Regions from separate parts of the Oryctolagus cuniculus genome. Here region 1 is linked to region 2. The links are chromatin contacts, called in public Micro-C maps. All regions are on one chromosome and are shown on one strand. The core of a region is the stretch at or near the end of the contact, and the rest is flanking DNA. Distances in the headings are between cores, read along the strand shown.

The links. Hi-C and Micro-C count contacts between places; a contact is called where the count stands out from the background.
Region 1: a contact with region 2 is called in a Micro-C map of ear pinna, with 5 times the contacts expected there. The contact joins the enhancer-like site here to the promoter of KHK in region 2. A contact is called at or near these places in 2 of 6 Hi-C or Micro-C datasets (ear pinna and an unstated tissue).

What each region holds. Positions count from the first base shown.
Region 1 is chr2:175,981,891-175,985,973 of mOryCun1.1, forward strand. LOC103347715 (a long non-coding RNA gene) reads left to right here. Exons shown (of 3, transcript XR_516302.4): 3 at 2,858-4,083. Among named protein-coding and RNA genes, the nearest start is that of MAPRE3, 9.9 kb to the left of the region's middle. Within about 2 kb of position 1,416, at least 1 of the 8 cell types and tissues checked has an H3K27ac peak or open chromatin away from gene starts, as enhancers often do. A contact at or near this core is called in ear pinna, where this site is marked.
Region 2 is chr2:175,873,210-175,877,361 of mOryCun1.1, forward strand. KHK (ketohexokinase) reads right to left here and starts at 1,555. Exons shown (of 8, transcript XM_070069336.1): 1 at 1,386-1,555. It overlaps EMILIN1 (elastin microfibril interfacer 1), which reads right to left. Exons shown (of 8, transcript XM_051843067.2): 4 at 3,660-4,152; 5 at 3,146-3,262; 6 at 2,765-2,782; 7 at 2,533-2,670; 8 at 1,706-2,337. The coding sequence ends at 2,000.

The DNA.
Region 1 (4,083 bases), core at 166-2,665, 110 kb after region 2:
GACTTAAATTACATGCCTCGAAGTGGACGAGCTTTTATTTAGAGAGTGCGTCTGCCCTCCACCCTGCTGGAATCCCACAAGCCCTGGGTCCCGGAGTTCCAGCCTATGTGACCTTGGCCTTGGTTTTCCTCATGTGAGGTTGTGATGGTTAAATGAGAAAATGTATGAAAGATGTCAAGCTATGCCCCATGTGCTGTCCATACTCACCAAATGGTAACTGCCAATAATAACTCAAACTCTCAGGGGTGTTCACTGGGGACTTTATCTGACTGTCCACCCCCACACTCCAGCTATGCCTTGTCACCTGATCTAGAGGCACATATCAAACTGAGACTTTGCAGATTTTTTTTAATATTTATTTATTTGAAAGGCAGAGGTACAGAGAAGCAGAGGGGGAGAGAGAGGAGAGAGGAGAGAGGAGAGAGGAGAGAGGAGAGAGGAGAGAGGAGAGAGGAGAGAGGAGAGAGGAGAGAGGAGAGAGAGAGAGAGAGAGAGAGAGATCTTTCATCTACTGGTTCACTCCCCAGATGGCTGCAACTGCTGGTGGAGCTGGGCTGATCTGAATCCAGGAGCCAGGAGCTTCTTCCTCGTTTCTCACATGGGTACAGGGGTTCAAGGACCTGGGCCATCTTCTACTGCTTTCCCAGGTGGTAGCAGAGAGCTGGATTGGAAGTGGAGCAACCGGGAATTGAACTGGGACCCATATGGGAAGGCTTTACTAGCTATGTCACAAAAAAAATTTATTTATTTCAGAGGCAGAGAGAGAGAGAGAGAGAGAGAGAGAGATCTTTCATCCACTGGTTCACTCTCCAAATGGCTGCAATATGGCCAGAGCTGGGCCAATCCGAACCCGGGAGGCAGGAGCTTCTTCCGGGTCTCCCACGTGGGCACAGGGGCCCAAGGACTTGGGCCATCCTCTAATGCTTTCCCAGGTGCATAAGCAGGGAGCTGGAGCAGCCAGGACTTGAACTGGCATCCATAAAGGATGCCGGTGCAATTGGTGGAGGCCAAACCTACTAAGCCACAGTGCCTGCCCCTGGGTATTGTTTTTAAAAGTGAAATGTTACATCCTTTGGAGAGACTCTTTTAAAGCAAATAAGGCTAACTGGTACCATAGCACTTAAATCTAAAAAAATGAATTAATTTTACTTATTAGAGAGATAGATCTCATTCACTGGTTCACTCCTCAAATGCCCACAATAGCTGGGGCTGGGCCGGGCTGAAGCCAGGAGCCTTGAACTTCATCTGGGTCTCTCAAATGGATGGCAGGGTTCCAAGCACTTGAGCCATCACCTGCACACCTGCAGGGTGTGCATTAGTAGGAAGCTGGAATTAGAAGTGGAGTCAGGACTCAAATGCAGATTCTCCAGCATTGGATGGGGGCCTCCCAAGCACTGTCTTAGCCTCTGTGCCAGCTGCCTGCCTTCACAGTATCTCTAATGTATAATGGGAGATGTTAGCATTCCCTCAGCTCCTGCTACAGCAGGCGCGAGACGCACCCTCGTCCCAGCGACCTCTCTGCATCTTCTGAGGTTGTTACTTCCCCTTTCCCAATAAACGGGCTCAGTGAGCGTAATCACTTGCTGAACATCAGAAGTGGGGCTTGAATGCAAAGCCAACACCCAAATCTGAACTGTCGCTACCCCACGCCTCCAACACTGTTTGTACCCTCAGTACTGTCAGCCTGGCGTTCCCCAAACTCACTTCTAAATGCAGGAGCTTGGTTCATTTTTTTGTATCATCTGAAATACGCCTGGTAGGTAGGTGTCCCATGAATCAGGTTAAACAGCAAGCAGAAAACTCACTTGAGCAAGTCTCAACTGGAATTGTCAGATAAAAACATGGCACCTTCTTTCAACTTGACTTACAGGTACACAATAAATATTTATAAGTATTTCACAAACACTATTTGGGACGTACTTATACTAAAAATTATTTTTATATGAAATCCAGATCTGGCTGGGCGTCCTGTGCTTTTATTTGCCCCACCTGGCAACCTTTTCCAACTATACTCTGAAATGGGCTTTCAAAGAGACATTTGTCCCCAGGGAGCTCCAGGTGGGGGAGTTTGCCATGGACCCTCACTCAGGGTTGATCTGATCCTGGGTGGTTCTGTGAGCGGGACTAAGACAACCTGGACACACCCGCCTTTCCTGGAGCCTCAGTTGTTCAGGTAGGTTAGGCGGCTGATGCACCCTTAGCCAAAGAAGTAGTCACTGGTGAGCTTAAAGCGCCCTCTGGAGGGCCCTGTGGGTAGTACTGTGGCCAGGACTTGCAGAGCAGAGAGGAGCCCACAGGTATGGCAGGGGAGAGGGGCCAGGGAAAACACACCTTCCTGGCATTTTCGGTTTGAAGTTGCTGCTGCTCTGGCCACTGGGGAGCTGAAGGCACTTTCCCAGGGGAGCTACTGCCAGGGCTTCACTGTCCCAGAATCCTCTGCCTCCCCAGGGTTTCCCTGCCCCTTCCCCAGGCCGGAAGCCCAGGCCTTAGGAGCAGTGCCCTGATCTGATCTGCTGAGTGTATTAGGACTCGTGCTTAAGGTGGCTCCCAACAGTTTCAGTCTCCCTTCTGAGAGGCTAGCCAGACAGCGAGGCCGTGTTCCCGCGCGGGAAAGAGATGCAGGGGATTTCAGCCCCCTTGCACCTTAAATTAAGAAGCCGCGAAGCACGCAGGGAACCGGTCCACAGTGGTGGTCAGTGGTGTTGAATGACGGCCTCTCCCCCTTTCCCTCTGTCTGGGTCGTCACCCTCACCAAACCCTACCCTACCCCCACCCCTTCCTCAGTCAGGGCAAGGCCTCCTGCTGTACCCATGGCCTTCCAAGCCTGCCTGGTGATGCTCACCATCTCTGTCTCCAGCAGCTCAGGGGGCGGCTCCCAGGTCTGATCAGGAAGAGATCAACAGGAAGACAAAACGGAAGTGAGGCCGGAAGCCGACTCCTGGAGGCCCTGCCAGGGCACGTGCAGCTCCTACAGACTCCTGGGACCTCACCTGCCAGCGCACCTGAAGCCTTACCTGGGCTGGGGGAGGCTCTGTGAGGCCCCGCTGGTCACCTAACTGCTGGTTGGGATTCTATCCCGGCCTCCATGGGGTGAGGGTGTGGTGGCTGTGCTGGGGAAGTCCCCAAGCTCCTGCCCACTGAGCCCATCACCTGCCCAAGTGCTTTTTTTAAAAAAATTTATTCTATTTATTTTAAATAATAAAGCATGTAGGAGAGATCTTCCATCTGCTGGTTCACTCCCCAAATGGCTACGAAGGTCAGGGCTGGGCCAGGCGGAAGCCAGGAGCCAGGAGCTTCTCTGGCGTGGGAGCAGGGGCCCAGCACTTGGGCCCAGCACTTCCACTGCTTTCCCAGCCACGTTAGCAGGGAGCTGATCGAACATGGAGCAGTGGGGACTGGAGCTGGCACTTACATGGGATCCCAGCGTGGCAGGTAGCCGGCCCCCATAACCTCCTCACCGTGCTGATCCGATGGCAGGAGCCAGGTGCTTCTCCTGGTCTCCCATGCGGGTGCAGGGCCCAAGCACTTGGGCCATCCTCCACTGCCTTCCTGGGCCACAGCAGAGAGCTGGCCTGGAAGAGGTACAACCGGGACAGAATCCGGCGCCCCGACCAGGACTAGAACCCGGTGTGCCAGCGCCGCTAGGTGGAGGATTAGCCTATTGAGCCGCGGCGCCGGCCTCTATTTGTTAAGTATGGAATAGCTCAGGGTTCTGGCCTTTCGTACCCCAGGAAAGGAGAGATGGAAAAAAGAGACGGTCGACAACCTCTCTGCTTCAAATAAAGCAATCTGTCTCTGTTGAGGTCGGTCTCCGTCTCCTTTCTGGGGGTACGAGAGGCCAGAACCCAAAGCTATTCCATACCTAACACTATTTCTGTGTTGAGTGTTTTCTTTCTTTTGTACAAGGAAGTGGCATTGGATAGTTTCAATTGTTTTTTCTGCATTTGTTGAGAAGATGCTGTGGTTTCTATTTCTTAGTCTATTGATTTTCAAGTGTTAAGCCAACCTTGGATTCCCGGGATAAGTCCCACGTGGTCATTATGTCTAATTCTCTTTTATGCTGCAGGATTCATGTTGGTTTAT
Region 2 (4,152 bases), core at 305-2,804:
GCCACTGGAGAGCCGTGAGCACGTCCCAGGGTCCCTGCCACACGGGAGGTGCCTCCACGGCTGCACCCTATCACGCGCAGGTGTGACCACCACACAGGACGTTCCAGCGTCTACCAGGCGACTTAGAAGGATGTTTTCCGGAATGCTCTTCCCTGACCTTTCTCAAATCGACTTCTGGTAAACTCCTTGTGGAATTTAGCTCCAGGGAAAACTGGCTCCCAAACCACCTCTCCTGTGGCATCCGCAGCACCGCCTCCGGTGCCAGCAAGCCTTGGGCCAAAGCTCAGATACCACGGTTTTAAATGTGCTGGAACCTTCTAACTGCTCATACCTCTTACCCTAGGCGACCCCAGATGTTTTTTAGAAACAGGCAAGATATATGCAAGGCCGTCAAACAGTTCGTGGAAATGCATATTATAAAAAAAAAAAAAAAAAAACTACATGGATTTCAAAATAGTTTGCACAAAAACAAATATTTTCAATCTGTTTTTCCATGAATCTCTTGATGCACCCTCCGATATGTGGCACACAGGTTGGTAGAACGCATTTAGAAGCAAGTGCACACTCCCGGGGTGGGCGGTGGGAGCGCCGGGCCCACCAGCTGTCTGCCCTGGGATAAATCGCTTCCTCTCTGTACTTGCTGATCCGCAACACGGGAATCCTGAGACCTAGCCCGATGCGCTCCACAAGGCTGCGTCCATTATTTCTCCTCTCCCACTAAGAGCCCCCCAGGCTTCCCCGGCAGAGAAGGCTGGACCCTCGCGGCCTCACTGCAGGGTCTCTGGCTAGCAGCCCGGTGGTCTTGGCCGCGGGCCACACACGCAGGGCTGCAGCGGTGCCCGGGGCTTTGGAGGGGCCCGGGCGCCCCTACCTGCTGTCCGTGTCCTCCTCCGGGTACTTGTCCACTACATTGATGACGTCCAGCACCACCAGCCCCACGCACAGGATCTGCTTCTCCTCCATGAGGCTGCGCCCGAGCTTTGGGCCCGCCAGGCTGTCGGAGTGCCTTCCCGGGCCCTGCCTCTTATCCCGCAGGGCCGGGTCCCGCTCCCAGGGGCTGCCCCGGCTCCTCCTCCGCGTGCACAGCTCCTCCCCCGGGAGTCCACGGCGGCGCCGGAGGGTGCAGGGAACGGAGCAGGGCCCCGGCCGCCGCAGCCCAAGGACCCAGGCCGGCCCAAGAGGGCCGATCCCGAGGTCTCCCCGAAGCGGCCGACCTGGCCTCGCAGGTGGCAACACCTCCCACTCCCGGACCTCAGCTTCCTAGCTCGTCCCCCGGGCTCGGGGTGGGTGCAGACCTGGCTAGAGAGCGCGGTGAAGCAATCTGCCGCACGCAAGGAGAAAGGGCACGCACGAGTACCGCGCCGCCTGCGCGCCCTCCGCCGCACCTGCCGCTCTGGCTCTCCGCCCTGCACCCGCGGGGCTGAGCGCAGCCTCGCGACCCGAGCCCTCACTGCCGCCCGGCTTCTCCTCCGCCCGCCCGCTCGGTGGGCTCCGGACGTCACGTGACGCGAGACGCCGCTGAGCGCCCCCTGGCGGACGCGGGCGGAACCGGCGTGACCGCGAGAGCCCCTCGGCGCCGGGCGGCGGCGGCGGCGGCGATTGCGGGCGCGGGGCCGGGGATCCTCTCCGTGCGTTGCCATCTTCTCCCGCACGGTCCCGTGTACTCCTGCCTACCCCGGAACACGGACTGGAGCGGAACGGCTTGTTTTGTTTTGTAGAAAAAAAATCAAGTGTGTTTATTCGTCAATAGTTTAGTATGGCGGTGGGGGCCGGAGCCCGCTCGGGAGAGCCCCGGAGTCGGCCCGCAGGGCTGGTGCAAGGACGGAGGGGCGAGCATCGGCCCTCCGCAGTCCGGGTCCTGGAAGGGGCTCAGGCCGGAGCTGGGCCGGGGGCGCTGAGTCCCCGAGGCTGGGCGCCCAGAACGGCGCTCCGAGCCAGGCGGGGCCCGCCGGCTCATTGGCGGGCGCAGACACTTGAGAGCGGTGAGGTCGGCTCCTGTCTACACCTGTCCCAGCTCCAGGTCCGCGTAGAGCAGGGCCCCGCTGAAGATGGTGAGCGGCTCCTCCGAGTGCGCCAGCTGCCCCATCACCAGGTCGATGCAGACCGTGTCCCCAGCCTGCAGCGGCAGGATGAGGCTGAACACGCCCAGCGCGCCGGGGCTGGGCTGGCTCTCCACCACCGGCTTGTTCTCCAGGCCCTCGGGCTCGTAGCCGCCAGAGTCGATGCGGGCCACGCCCAGGTTGGAGCGGGACAGCACGGCCTCCACTTTCTCATGCCGGTGCCCAGTCAGTACCGCGCTCAGCAAGTAGCGTCCGGCCAGCGGTGCGGTGAACACGCCTGAGGACAAGGGTGGGCGTCAGGAGGGCTTCGGGGTGGGGAGGCCCCGCTGCGCGCTCAGTTGCTGTTGCATTCACTCAGAACAGGGCCTGGGCCGGAGCAAGCCCCGGGGAAGAGCAGGTGGGAGAATGACGCCCCTCCCCTGCCCGATCGGTGAGGATGAAGGCGGGCAGGGCCCATGTCCCCACTGCTCACCTGTCTCCGGGTCATAGTAGCCTCCGTCGTTGAGTAGGACCCTGTCGAAGGGGACTGTGCCTGGTTCAGACCGCGGCAGACTCAGGGCAGCTGAAAATGCCACCCGGGGCACAGGCACGGCAGGTGCCCCCTCCTCTCCTGGGGGTGGGGTGGGGGGTGGGTTAGAGGAGCTCAGGGCAGACCTGCCCCCCCCAAGTCCTCTGCCCTCCAGAATCAGAAGGAAGCAACTTACCCTGTTCACCCTGGGGGCCTGTGGGAAGAGAAAGGAGAGCAGTCAGGAGTGCGGCTCTCGCTAAGTCATTCAGCAAACACTGGCTAAGTCTCCCCTGCTGTGCTGGTGCCCTGTGGATTTCAGGGCTCGGCTGCTGGGCCTTGAGCCCTCACCGCAGCCCCTCCCATGCCAGATGGCCCTGGTAGGACCAGTCTTAGTCTCCAGGGCAGCACTGGGGCCAGCACGGCCAATGGCAAACACGGCGACTGTCCCGGCTCCTGGTCGTCTGTCCACCACCAGCCAATCCCTCAGCCCTTTCCCTTCTCTGTCAAGTTCAGAGTGGAATGTCAAGCCTTGGGCTGCCCAAAGGGTCAGCGGCAGCCAGGGTCTTGGCCCACGTACCTGGTGGCCCAATGGGCCCCTTTTGTCCATCCTTGCCCGGAAGCCCTGGAGGTCCGGCAGGGCCTGGGGGCCCCTGCATCCCAGGAGGTCCTGGAGGCCCAGCCTCACCCGCAGGCCCTAGGGCAACAAAACTAAGTTGAAAAAGAGCCAGAAAGGGAGTTTGCGAAGGCCGAGGAAAGCGGTGGCCCCACGGGTAGGGAAGGGGGCTGAAACAGGTGGGCCTCTGCAGGCTGACAAGGGGAGGGGGGCCTGGCTTGCCCATGCCGGCTGTGTGGCTGGCAGAACAAATCGCACCTCCACCCACAGGCCTGGCTGAGCCACTGGGCGACGCGAGGGAGCGGGGACCTCCCACCATCTCCTGGGACAGGCTGGAACCCCCCGAACAGAGGCTGGGGCTGCAGTTCATGGGGGGGCAGAGCAAGCAGAAAGCAGCTGAGCGGAGGCTGGGCTGCTGCAGGGTGCGGGGAGACAGAGGGCTTGGAGGGGGTCCCCCGTGCCTGCTCCGGCCCCTCACCAGTGAGATCCTGCAGGCTGAGCTGGTGCAGTCGGCCCTCCAGGAGCTGCAGGGAGCTGTTCAGGGCGCCGAGCCGCCTGCCCAGGCTGGCCTGCCCCCCCAGCAGCTTCTCCAGCAGGGCCGCCTGGGTGTGGCTGGTGCTGTTGGTTTCCCGCAGCCCGGCCCAGAGGCCAGCCACGTGCCTGGAAAGGCCCTCACGCAGGCCCTGCAGTCCCCCAGCCACGGTGTCCAACCGCTCACAGACGCCTTCGAGACGGCCCAGTCGTCCCTCCAGGCTCGGGCACTGGCCGGCCTGCGCCTGCCCCTCCTCCAGGCCTCGGAAGCGCTCCTCGCTCTCTGTGGCGTGCTCTGTGGCCTCCTGCTGCAGCCTGTTAATCTCTGAGATAATGCTGTCCTTGGTGGCCCCCAGGTCGGCCAGATCAGCACCCTGGCCCTCCACGGTGGTCTGCAGCTCGTGCAGGGAGTCATTGAGGGAGCTAAAGGTGAGAATAAC